Regions from separate parts of the Sus scrofa genome. Here region 1 is linked to region 2. A link is a contact called in public Hi-C data. All regions are on one chromosome and are shown on one strand. Each heading gives the region's core, a stretch centred on a gene start, on an enhancer-like site or on the middle of the called end of the contact. The rest is flanking DNA. Distances are from core to core; before and after follow the strand shown. Region 1 holds the start of TMEM154 (transmembrane protein 154). Region 2 holds the start of ARFIP1 (ADP ribosylation factor interacting protein 1).

Region 1 (6,460 bases), core at 144-2,643, 85 kb after region 2:
CAAATGAGCTATCAGGCCAGGAGAAGATGTAGAGGACACTTACGTGCATATTACCAAGTGAAAGAGGCCAAGTTCAAAGAGCTGGACACTTTATGAGTCCAATTATCCAACTATCTACCATTCTGGAAAAGGCAAAACTATGGAGACAATAAGAAGATCAGCAGTGGTCAGGGGCTAAGGTGGTGGTGAGGGGTGGAAGAACAGGTGCATAAACAGGTGGATGGAGCATTTTCAGGGCAGGGAAACTACTCCGTTGGATGCTATGACGATGATACATGTCATTATTACCAAACCCATAAAATATATACCGCCAAGAGTGAACCCTAATGTAAACGATGAACTTGGGGTGGTTGTGATGTACCCATGTGTTGATCAATTATAACGAAAGTACTACTCTGCTGGGGAGTTGATAATGGGGAGGCTGTGTTTGTTTGGGGGAGGCACGTGAAAAATCTCTATTTTCCTCTTAATTTTGCTGTGAACGTAAAACGGCTCTAAAAAATAAAGTCTTGGAGTTCCCGTTGTGGCACATCGGAAACGAATCTGACTAGGCACCATGAGGTTGTGGGTTCGATCCCTGGCCTTGCCCGGTGGGTTAAGGATCCCGCGTTGCTGTGGCTCTGGGGTAGGCCGGCAGCTGCAGCTCCGATTCGATCCCTAGCCTGGGAACCTCCATATGCTGTGGGTGAGGCCCTAAAAAGCAAAAAATAAAATAAAATAAAAAATAAAGTCTTTATGAAGGAAAAAAAAGAAAAAAGAAAGAAATCAAACATAACAAGAGGATTTCTCGCTGGACAAGCAGAACACACACTTCAGACATGGGTTCAGCATTATCCTTTTTCTCCTGAGGGCTTGGACACTGGGGGCACTCAGGGCCTGGGGACCAGGATGTACCTGGCTGCAGAGAGCTGGGTTGGCCATTTCCTGATGGCACAGGTGTCCCTGCTGTCTAGACCTGCGCTGTCTGCGCTATCCAATGCATAGCCGCTAGCCAATGGAGTTACTTAAATTTAAATTAATAAAAAGAAAAGCTAAGCATTCCGTTCAAGCTGGCCCTGTTTCAGGTGCTCAGTAGCCTGTGTGGCTCATGGCTCCTGCCTTGGACAGCACAGAATCAGAACAGTTCCATCCTCTCAGAAAGTTCTGCTCTCCACTCCAGGAAGCCCCTGAGGCTGACTTGGGGGTTGGGTAAAAATCACAAAGCACGCGTGTGGTCCGGGCCCCCCGGTCCCAGATCCTGCATGATATCCGAGCAAGTGGACTCTGCTTCCATGGGGACCGTTTCAACAGATAGAGCCCACGCAGGGCTGGGACGGAAAAGGGCTTGCAAGGCGTGCTGACTGAATCAGTGCTTGAAGAACAACTTCTCTTTTGCAATTCTTGCTGGTCTGACAGGCTCCTGCAGAATTACATCACTTCCTAAAAAACAGGCAAACACCTCTCCTTTAAGTTAGCACCGACCCAAACAAGCAGGAAACAGGAAATGTTCACGTTTCTGCAGGGCTGAAAGTGCGACCAGCATCATGCTGCGGAGCGCGGACCCCCAGGCTCCCGGAGCCGCCCTCGTCGTCGCCCTGGTCATCGCGTCCCTCCCCACCAGCCAGGAGCAGGGTAAGCACCTCTAGGCTTTCCCTGCCAGGCAAGGAAGATAATGAAGGCTTGCTTGGTGCCCCAGGCTACAGAACTCTGCCGGGGAGAGAAATGGTCAGAAAAATCCAATCTTTTCTGTGAAAAAAGTAGAGAAAAGTGGAGCTGTCTTTTGGGGGTATGGGGGGAGGAGGGGCTTGGCTAGGATTACAGCTGGCTAATCCACCTCCAGCTTCCCCAGATCTTTGTTTTCTAAGATGTGTGGGTCCCAGTTATTTACCGGCTTTAATGGGCACATTAAGAAAACGATCAGCTCTTTGGCAGTTCCGGTAAGAGACTGTTTCCATCAGCTGAAACAGGAATAAGGAGTTTACTTTTACTAACGTGGGCTGAGAAGTTAGCTGGTTCTAAAAACTCCTGGAAAAAAACTGGGGTATGGAAATTGACTCCTGGAAAGTAAATTAAAACATCGAAAGTTTAAAAAAAGGAAAAAATGTAAACAGGAAACTATCTGAGGAATTACCAGGCGTCTCCTCTAATTTATAAAGTCTTTCATCTGTTTTTCTTTGATCTTGTTACTTTGGGAGAGATTTTCTTTGCATTGATTGTCACTCATGAAGATTTGTTTTAAGGAGTAAGGTGATTGCAGCGAATCAAAGGCACCAGAAAAGACAAAATATTAAATCTCGTAATTTTGAGTTAAGAGAGGCAATTGATTTTATATGCTGACGGTTGCTACAGCAAGGGCAGTCGTCCTGCACTGCCTCTTACCGTTGGGTGGATTTGCCCTTTGGGTAAATAAACTAGTTGCCTGTGGTTCCTGTCAGTGGACACTGCCTGCTGCTAATGCAGTATTGGACCACAAAGAATGGTCTCAAGCAGTGGTTCTTTAAACAGGATGGGAGAAATCAGATAGTACCTCACAGAGAGGCTGCCCCCTGGAGACTGGCAGTGGCACCCTACCCATCTCCCTTTCTCTGGGTGCTTCTCCCTGTGGTCTCACTAGGCCCCGGAGATGGAAAGTGAGAGGCCAACCATTCCAACTGGAAGGATGTTTGGTTGCAATAGAGGTTCATGTTCCAAGTGAGTTTGGGGATAACATGTTTCTTAATGCACCAAGTTTTGGAGCTGGAAGGGAACTTAAAGACGATGCAGCTCAGGAGCTCCCACTGTGGTGTCACAGGATCCACGGTGTCTTAGGAGCGCTGGGATGCAGGTTCGCTCCCCAGCTCGACACAATGGGTTAAGGATCTGGCATTGCTGCAGCTGTGGCTTAGGTTGCAACTGTGGTTTGGATGTGATCCCCAGCCTCGCCTTTTTTGTGCTGTGAGGCCAAAAACGAGGGGAAAAAAATAATGCAATTCAACCTGTGCTAAGGCTACTGCTATTCTGGGGGTGCAGTGGTGCTGGAGGTGCAGGTGAAGAAACAGATAGAGGAAAGTGGAACCCACCACCAGTCAGCCCTCCTGACCTGGACTCCAGGGTCTCTCCGAATCCGACTAGGAACCATGAGGTTATGAGTTCAATCCCTGACCTTGCTCAGTGGGTTAAGGATCCCGCATTGCCGTGAGCTATGGTATAGGTCAAAGAGGCAGCTCAGATCTGATGTTGCCGTGGCCGTGGTGTAGGCTGGCAGCTGCAGTTCTGATTCAACCCCTAGCCTGGGAACCTCCATATGCTGCAGGTACGGTCCTAAAAAGAAAAAAAAAGAGAAGAAAATGATAGAGTCACAGTGTCTGCAATTCAGGAGATGCACAAGGACTACAGAAGAGACTCAGTGACGTTCTCTCCCCTGATCAGTGACCCTTCCCCTTCCAGAGCTTCTGTTGCTCCTCATTTACGACCACCCCTTCCCCGGCCTCCCTCCAACCTCTTCTCCACGGCAACTCCTCCTGTCGAGCTCCTCTCCATCCGCAACCCCTCAGTCACTCCGAACAGGTGGAGCCTGTGCCCCAGGCCTCTGTGATACTTGCCACTAGTGATGACAATTTTCTTTTTTTCTCTTGAGTGAACTCCTATATAACATTCAAAGGCCCAGACTGGGTGTGACCTGCTCCTAGGCGTCTCTCTCTCTCTCTCCCTTCCCTGGTGCCCTGCCTGTTACACCCCCACAGAGCTAACCTGCTGTCAACACAGCAAACACCTTGGAAGCAGAACTGGGCCTCTGTCCCTGTCTCCTACCCAGGGAGTGAGCTGTGAGCATCTCCAGGGAGAAGAAAAATTCTTTTTCATCCATCTGCGATTTCCCCAAAACTTGTAAGGGGTCTGCGTAGATGAGGAACTCTGTCACTGTTGTTTTTGCTTTTTAGGGTGGCACCTGCAGCATACAGAATTTCCCAGGCTATGGGTTGAATTGGAGCGACAGCTGCTGGCCTACGCCACAGCTCACAGCAATGCCGGAACCTTAACCCAGTGAGTGAGGCCAGGGATCGAACCTGCGTCCTCATAGATGCTAGTTGGGTTCGTTACTGATGAGCCACGACAGGAACTCCCAGTCATTGTTGATCAACACTAAAATCGTCCTAGAAAGCTGATCACTAAAGCCAATGAGCTCCCGAATGCAGGCTGTGCCAGGATGTCAGGAGGAGCAGAAGTTGAAAGCATTTCGGGGGAATGCAGGGATTTCCGGGATCATCCCACACACCCCTGGGGCCCTGCCTTGATATTCAGTGTCTGAAAATGCACAACTGCCCACTTGCAAGCAGCTGTACCATCAGAGTTCCTTACTTTGAGATTAGTCGAGGGAAAGGCTTTTTTTTTTTATGGCCATGCTCCTGGCATATGGAAGTTCCCAGGCCAGGGACTGAATTCAAGCCACAGCTGCTGCAATGCTGAATCCTTTAACCCACTGCACCAAGCTGGGGATCAAACCCGTACCTCTGCAGTGACTGGAGCTGCTGCAGTCAGATTCTTAACCCACTATGCCTCAGTGAGAACTCCAGGAAAGACTATTTTAAATGAAGGACTGAATATATACTGTAAAATTAAGTAAGGTCTATCCTTTTGAACCAATAGCACTTGAGACTTTAGAGGGTAAGTTATTTTACAGGTGTTACACTTGTATTTATTTCCTTGAATTCTTCAAGAAATATCTAGGAGATGTTTGGTAGAAGAATCCAGTCTACCCAATAGCCTGACTCTCTCCCTTGCAAGCATATTCTAGGATGTGTCTCAAATCAAGCTTTTATTAACCACAAACAGGCAACTTTATCTAATACCTGAGGTTCCCTGCAGCCAGCATCATTACTGCTGAGTCAGTATCTTTTTGCTTTATGTAGATAGAGAGTCTGATGCAGGAGTGCTATCTGAAGTGAAATAATCCACTCAGAAATCACCAGGAGAGAAATGAGAAAATAGCTTTTGTGGGATTTTAACCACAAAAGAATAGCTAAGAATACCCAGCGTTCCTGTTGCACAGCGGAAGCGAATCCGACTAGTATCCATGAGGACTCAGTTCGATCTCTGGCCTCGCTCAGTGGGTTAAGGATCCAACATTGCCGTGAACTGTGGTGTAGGTCGCAGACACGGCTCGGATCCCTCATTGCCGTGGCTGTGGTGTAGGCTGGCAGCTGTAGCTCCGATTGGACCCCTAGCCTGGGAACCTCCATATGCCGCGGGTGTGGCCCTAAGAGACAAAACAAAACAAAACAAAAAAGAAGAGTAAGGACCATATACTTGTTGGATGAACCTTAAAAAGGAGAGAAAGAATGGAAGGAAATACTAGTTGCATAGATGAAGCTGTACTTTCTGATACTGTTCTTATTTCAATGTGTGACTGCCACCTGCTCTTTCCTGGGACTGTCCCAAGTTCAGCTAGTAATGACAATGATGGTGAACATACACAGCGCTCAGCATGTGCCTGTCCTTTTTTTTTTTTTTTTTTTTTTTTTGGCCATGTTCTTGCCATGTGGAGGTTCTCAGCACAGGGACAGAACCAGAGCCACAGCAACGAAAACACCAGATCTTTAACCCACTAGGCCACCAGGGACCTCCTCGCGTATATGCCGGTTCTGAACACTTTACGCATATTGATTCATTTAATTCTCATAACAGACCCCATATAGTGGGTACTATTATTGCTGTTTTACAGATGAGAAAACTGAGGCACAGAGGAGTTAAGTGACTTGCCTAAGGCCACACAGCTAAGTAGTAGATCTCAGTAAGTTTCAGCCTCAGGAGTCCATGCTCTAACAATACACGGTATTTCCCTCTGGGTTTTCAGGGGTTGTCATTCTGCCAGGCTGCGGGTCTAGTTTCAGGTTTGGAAAAGAGTGTCTGTCGTGCCTTCTCAGCTATGGCAGTGCGTCTCATAAACCTGGTTTACCACATAAAGGAACTGTATTTGTTCAGCTGGGTCAGAGACTAGCTGCCAGGCAAAGGGATGGCTGAGTTGAGTGAAACTTTGGCCTCCGGAGGGGAAGGGAAGGGCTCAAAGGTACAGAGTGAGCAACCTGAGACTCTGGGGATTAGCAGAGAAAAAACCAGAAGCAGGAAATACAGACGGTTGAAGTCATCTGCTAATAGGCTTGGGTGTGGGAACCAGGGAGGGAAACACAGCCTCCTGTCCGGCAGAGTCACTGTGGGAGAGCCTGGCTGGGAACTGCCCCAAGCAGCCCTCAGGGGCAAAACAAACAAACAAACAAACAAACAGATAGGGATTCATTAAAGCTTAAAGTTCCTCTGAGTCTAAAAGGCTGACCCAGGAAACCAGAAGAGGGGAGGACCTGGGCTGGGCTGGGCTCAATTCTGCAAAGAAACAATGCAAGCTGCAATTTGCCTACCTGTGCAGAGTTTGCATCACCCTCAGAGATTGACAAAGATATGGAGAAACAGGAACCCTGTACCACCCGTGGGAGGGTAGATTCGTGTAATC
Region 2 (6,365 bases), core at 2,693-5,192:
AGCATGGCAAAGTATTTCCAGTAATTTCCAGTAATATCTGTCTATAAGCATCTTACGACATCTTAAAAGTTTAGAATAAAGAGGGAAAGAAAGGATGGAGGGAAGAAGAAAAAGAGAACAAAGGGAAGAGAAAAAGAAAATATATACTTTTGCCTTGTAGAGAAAAGCTGAGAATCCGCAAGAGCTTCCAAGACTACCTAAGATGAGTAGAGACTAAAGATTACTCTTATGTTCCTTTGGTTTACAGTCTTTTCCCTATTTCCCAGAACTAATGTTGGTGGATATCTGACTTTTAGACTGTCATGGTTCCTAAGTCATCATCATCCACATATTGTGGAACTACTCTTTCCGGTCGTAGATATATTGTTAGTTTTTCATCCATAGCCGTGTAATCTTCAATTCCTGATTAAATTTACTCCTTCCTCCATCCTGAATTTATTCCTTATTCCATCCTAAATTAATCATTCTGACCCCAGACTCTAACAATGCCAACCCTTATTTTTGCATCATCCACCCCTCATACTTCATACGCACACATGAACACATATCTACAGGTTTATATTCACCTTGTGGGAAAGCTAAGGCCTCCTCCAAACTTATTTCTTTTTGTCATATGTTTTGGGATGATATTCAACCAGCTGGTTAGGTACTTAAGATTAATAAAGAAAGAGACCTTCTAATGTCTGACAGAAAATCAGGTGAGATATCCCCACCTCGGGCCAAGAAAGGCGTAAAGAAAATGTGGTAGAAGCAGCCTAGGTAGTGCTTAAGAGCTCACAGCCTGGATTCAGATAACCTAGGCTCAATCCTGGCTCCACCAGTGTAATTCTGAGCACATTACTTTAGCTTCAGTTGATTGTTTAGTTTCCATTACTTCAGCTAAAAAAAAAAAAAAGAAAATTTTAGCCACATCATAAGGTTGTTGTGAGGATTAGATGAATAAACATGTAAAGCACTTAGCATGAGGCCTGGCACACAATAGGTGAACAAATGCTAATTTGTGTTATGGTGTCAGATATAATCTATCTTCTGTCTTTCTCATTGCTATAAAAGAAAACTAATTTAGCATAATTGACTCTTTTTAAAGTTATGTTTTCCTGCCCCCCAAAGTGAGGCTGCTAGATAGAGGGAAAATTATTTCGTGAGCAGAAGCTGGTTACTCTAATAAGGACTATGATGAGCTGCACAGGTCTCTTCAAGTTCTAACATTCTATGAAACAGGTGTCAAACATTTAGAACATCAACCCTTAATCAACAAACACTTCACCATCAAATCAGTAAGTTCGAATATGCACTCTAAACTTACATAAACTTTGGAAGGCCACTAACTTATTCTCAAAAGAGAATGCCCAATAAATACTTAATACAGAGGTGATATGGAGGGAAAAGAGATGTCAAGATGGGCAGCAACATAACAGAGGCTTATGGACCACGCCATGGGAACATCTTATTTGCCCTTCCTAACCATGCCAAATCCCAAAGCAGACGCCTCAAATGAAAGACAAGAAAAGGAAAACAAAGTACACCAGAAATTTAAACTTTTTACTCAACTGTACCCAGTGGGTGGGTGATCTTTAACATGTATTAAATAAGAATAAACTTATCCATTTCTAAATCCAGTGGATTGCCACAACACTGGCCACACACAGCTATCCCTATAAAGAAACCTCAATACCACAAAACAGGAACTAAATAAGTAGGTAGTCTTACTTCCTTCTCTAGGTCTAGGAAGGAATTTAGAAACACCGAAGTTTTGAAGTAGCTGGAGATTTCATCAGTATGAAGCTAGAATCTCTGCATTCTACTCTCCTCAGTGCCCAAAACTAGCTGTGTACAGTTTAAAAAAATAATAGCTCCACACAAAAAGTTACATTAACTTCTGGAGTTCCCGTCGTGGCGCAGTGGTTAACGAATCGGACTAGGAACCATGAGGTTGAGGGTTCGGTCCCTGCCCTTGCTCAGTGGGTTAAGGATCCGGCGTTGCCATGAGCTGTGGTGTAGGTTGCAGACGCGGCTCGGATCCCGCGTTGCTGTGGCTCTGACGTAGGCTGGTGGCTGCAGCTCCGATTCAACCCCTAGCCTGGGAGCCTCCATATGCCGCGGGAGCGGCCCAAGAAATAGCAACAACAACAACAACAACAAAAAGACAAAAGACAAAAAAAAAAAAAAAAAAAAAAGTTTCATTAACTTCAAAAAGACACTACCTAAGGAGTGCCTTTTAGTCTATCTGAAGGTTATATACCTCTTTTGAGAATTTGATAAAAAAAAATGGACATTCTCCCCAGCGGGGTTGAAAACGCACTCAAACAAAACTTTTCAACCATAATTGGGGGGGGGTGAAGGGGTGAGGAAACACCCTGAAAGTCACTGACCCCTAGACCATGGAACCCCAAAGCACAACCCAGGATTAAGGCAAACTAATTTATCAATCTGAAAAGATGAAAGTAACTGAGGCAGAGATTTTAACCCAGAAAATAAAATAAAATGAGACATATTTTCTCAGCTAATGGAGTGTTAGATGTAGTGGTTGGGAGAAAGTGTTGGCCATGTTAGCAAGGAAAGCAAAAAAAAAAAAAGAAAGAAAGAAAGAAAAGAAAGGAAAAACAAACAAACCAAAAAACCCCACAGGACTAACAAAAGAAAAGTGAATTTAAAACAATAGTGACGTAGAATCTGTTGTATTCACTCTGAGACAGCAGCGATAAAATAGCCAATCCCTGCAGACTTGACACAGGAATGATTTAACGTAACCAATTCCGGCGCACGTTCCCATGCCAAAAAAGCTAATTAAATTGCAATGTGAACACACACCTGCCACACTTGCAAGTGAAAACACAAGTTCACGAGAAGTCCTGCAACTCTTCCATTTTTTCCCTTTAGAACAGAGTTAGAGAAATGACATGCTTTAATCTAGGAAAAAATGAAGGGAGGGGGACAGAAATCCTAAAAGGGGGCGGCTAAAGGATCTGCAGGAAGTGCAGACTACAAACTTTTTTGAGATCAAAGGGTTCGAGAGGGAGATAAGAAAAAAACAAAGGAAGTAATAAGTAAAAGGGAAAAGCGTCTAGAAACAGTTCTTTAAAACAAAACAAAAAAAATCCTTTTTCCTAGACACGTAAACAGTAGTAACTTGGCAAAGAGGAACGGACGAGACGCCAGCACAACTTCCTTCCCAACTCCAGCATTCCTTGGCGGTCCGCGTAAGCTGAGCAAGGCTCAGGACCTTTCACAGGCGGGGCGCCTCCCTGCACCACTGCCCGAAGAGCCTCTCGCAGGGACTACCGCGTCTCCCTCCCTCCCACTGCGGAGGAGAGAAGTGCGGGATGCGGGGAAAGGCAGAGAACCGTAAAGGCTGGACCCCCAAACCTGACGGTGGCCCACTCCGAGTGGACCCACTCCTGGATCCTGCCACCCCTTTTCCCACTCGATGCGTGCAAAACCGGGAGGGCGCCGCCCCAGGAGGGCCGGTCCTACCTCTTCACCCGGCACACGCAGGTGGGACAGAAGGGAGGAAGGGGCAGAGATCCAAGGCCGAATACCTGAGCAGAGACAGATGGCACGGACTAAGGACAGAAGTGCCCAGTGAAAGTCCGGAACTGAGAGCCCCAGCGGCAACGTGTCCCGCCCCGTCAACCCCTCCCAGCCGCCTTCCCCCGCCTCTTCCCCGCCGGCCATCTCCGCCTTCACCTGTCCGCGGAGAAGCCAGCGGTTCTCACGTCGAGTATCAGCCCTGCCTTCTGCTCTCCAGAGTTGCCTCAGCCCTGGCCCCAAGTGAGCGGAAACGCGACCTGAGCCTCCTCCTTCCTACCCTCCCCCCCACGCACCTCGGCTCCGCGGGGGCGGGGAGCAAGTGCAGCTGTCACAGCCTCACCCTGACCGACGGCCGAGGACACGCAGAGCCGCGGCCTCCCAACCCGGCCTGCAACCCCCGAGCCGAGAGCAGCGGAGCCGGAAGTGAGGGGACCGGAAGTAGCGTTGTCCGTGGCTCTGGACGGCCTCTCTCTCCCTCGATCTGGCCGGCCCAGCCGCGTCTCGATGGTGCCGGCGCACCTCCCCCAAGGCCCCCTCCACCGCCCTCCGGGAGGCGGGCCCCGCCCCTCCCTCTGCGGCCCTAGCAACCACATCCGGGACTCAGCCGGCGCCGTTGCCCGGGTAATTTTCTAGCTGCGGTGGGATCACCAAGGGGTGTGAGCGCGGGTAAAGAAGCACTTGCCAGAGTTGCAAGCTCGCGGGGAGACTCGTAGGCTGGTCTTGAGTGGTCGGAGGTCCAGAAGCCTTCAGCATCCTTTCTTTCTCACTCACACACCCCAGCCTCGGACGTTAGGCGCGCCCCCCCCCGCCCCCTCCGCGCCCCGCGCCCGGCAACAGACGGTGAGCCGGTGGCGGGAGGGTTGGAGGTTGAAGGTAGCTCACCGCCTGGCCCTCCTAGGAGAGCCAAAGCTTATTTCTCAGCTGCCGGAGAGCATATAGAAGGTTATTCCAGCCCCTTGGGGGGGGGCGGGGAGAGAATGCAGAATTTATGGAGTATAGGGGATGCGGGCGCCTGACTCTTCCTTCTTCCCCAGTGCTTGGAAGGACCCACTCTGGCCACGTCACTCACGCCCACCCCCTTCAGGAAGACCAGAACCCCTTGCCCTGCGTCCCTGAGTTCTTACGACCTGTTCTGTTTTGTGATCATTTCTGCTCTGCTCGCTCGCAGGCAGTGGATCCATGATACTTTGCTTTCCTGCTTCCCTTTCTTCATCCAGGTGACCAGTTTCTGCTAGCTTTGCTCGCCCCGTTACTTAAACAGATTACTGCCCTGCCTACAGAAACCGCTGAACAACCTTTCTTTCAGAGCCCTTTGTAGTTTCCTAAGAGGAGGCTCCAACCTGTACCTCGGATGTTCTCCCTGTCCCCAGCGCTGTATGCAGAGAAACCTGAAGCTCATTTACACACAATACAGACCCGTGATCCACCCCGCGCACATCTCCCTTCAAAGTTCTGGACTGCTTTTCCTTTGACAGCTCTTGGGTGCTCGTTTTCACCGCCATTTCACTTGCAGAAATGCTAAAGGTAACAGTACTCTCTGTGGGATCTCCCTCTCTTTAGACTTGTACTACTCACCTGCCTTGCTGCATTAATCAACAAGCCATTTTTATTGACTAAGCGCCCAAAGGCAGAACTCTGCTTCTCCAAATTGAGGGGGAGAGTTTCAGCGTAGTGAATGGTACATCCCTGTAGATATCGTCCGCATATCTGTGAACAGTAAAAACCCATGACACCACAAATGTTTCAAAAGTAAATAACAATATTTATTATCCGAGCTCTCCAGGACACCTCTGCAAAACCATAATGAAATCCTAAAACATTAATCTGTGGTTAAAGGGTCCTTATCTTAAATGGCTCTGTCCTTAACCAAAAAAAGAAAAAGAAAGAGTGAATATATATAAAAGTAATGCATAGAGTTCTAACAGTTTACTGTGGATATTCCTTTTCCAGGCCATCTGGTTAGTCTTCTCAATTGTAAGGAAAGGACCCCAATCTAAAATAAGTACTGCTCTGCTCTTGTTAAATAGGAACTTAAGAATGGAACTTAGTAGCCAAGTACAAGTGTTCTTCTTAGAGTTTCAGAGGAGTGATTAGGAAGATGTTCATAGCTGTGTACAGTGATACTTGAATGATGCTTAACTGTTTGATCTGGCTGGTGCCCTAAGGACTCCTGCCAGATGTCTCTTGAGACTGGGGACTCTTGACTTCGCTGAAGAAATCTATTAAACTTTTAGGCTCAGAGGTGTTTCTTTTATTAGAATGGTGGACACTTGCTTTGATTATTTGTCCTTAGCTGAATAGTTTTCTTGGCAGCTGCTGGTTTTGATAGAGCTTCTGATGGACTTGAGACTAATGCTAACTTCTGCTTGGTGAAGGTGCTGTCAGTCATTTTAGGTGCTCTTTGGTCTGCTGCAATTCTGGTATTTTGCATTAATAGTCCTTATACGTGGTGTTATGCTGTGCAAGGCTGTACACAAGATTAATCGTCCTATGAGTTCTGCTTCCCCAAGGGAAATTAGAAAGTAGGCTGACTGGAACGGATACACTGCAAGCTACTTCAGCTGGTGATGGAAAACAGTGAAATTCTAGGCACTTACTTTGGGAAAAAGAAGCAGTAGCCAGTATTCTTTGGATCGGGGGAAATTTTTTCATTCTAACTCAAAAACTTTATTTTAAAGCTGACCCTGTTGAGATGAGGTTTTGTTTTATTTTTTCGCTCGCTCTCTCGTGCTCTCGCTCTCTTGCTGTCTCCCTTCCCCCCTTTTCTCTTTCTCCTACAGCTTGAGGAATTCTGCCTGCCCATTCTCTTTAGGAAGAATATAGATTACTGTTTT

What was found. Hi-C and Micro-C count contacts between places; a contact is called where the count stands out from the background.
Region 1: a Hi-C map of liver shows a contact between it and region 2, with 4 times the contacts expected there. The contact joins the promoter of TMEM154 here to the promoter of ARFIP1 in region 2. A contact is called at or near these places in 2 of 47 Hi-C or Micro-C datasets (liver and skeletal muscle) and 2 of 2 datasets of contacts at active chromatin or transcription factors (alveolar macrophages and skeletal muscle).

What each region holds. Positions count from the first base shown.
Region 1 is chr8:76,353,657-76,360,116 of Sscrofa11.1, forward strand. It overlaps TMEM154 (transmembrane protein 154), which reads left to right and starts at 1,394. Exons shown (of 7, transcript XM_003482422.4): 1 at 1,394-1,611. The coding sequence starts at 1,524.
Region 2 is chr8:76,266,486-76,272,850 of Sscrofa11.1, forward strand. ARFIP1 (ADP ribosylation factor interacting protein 1) reads right to left here and starts at 3,943. Exons shown (of 9, transcript NM_001252233.1): 1 at 3,825-3,943.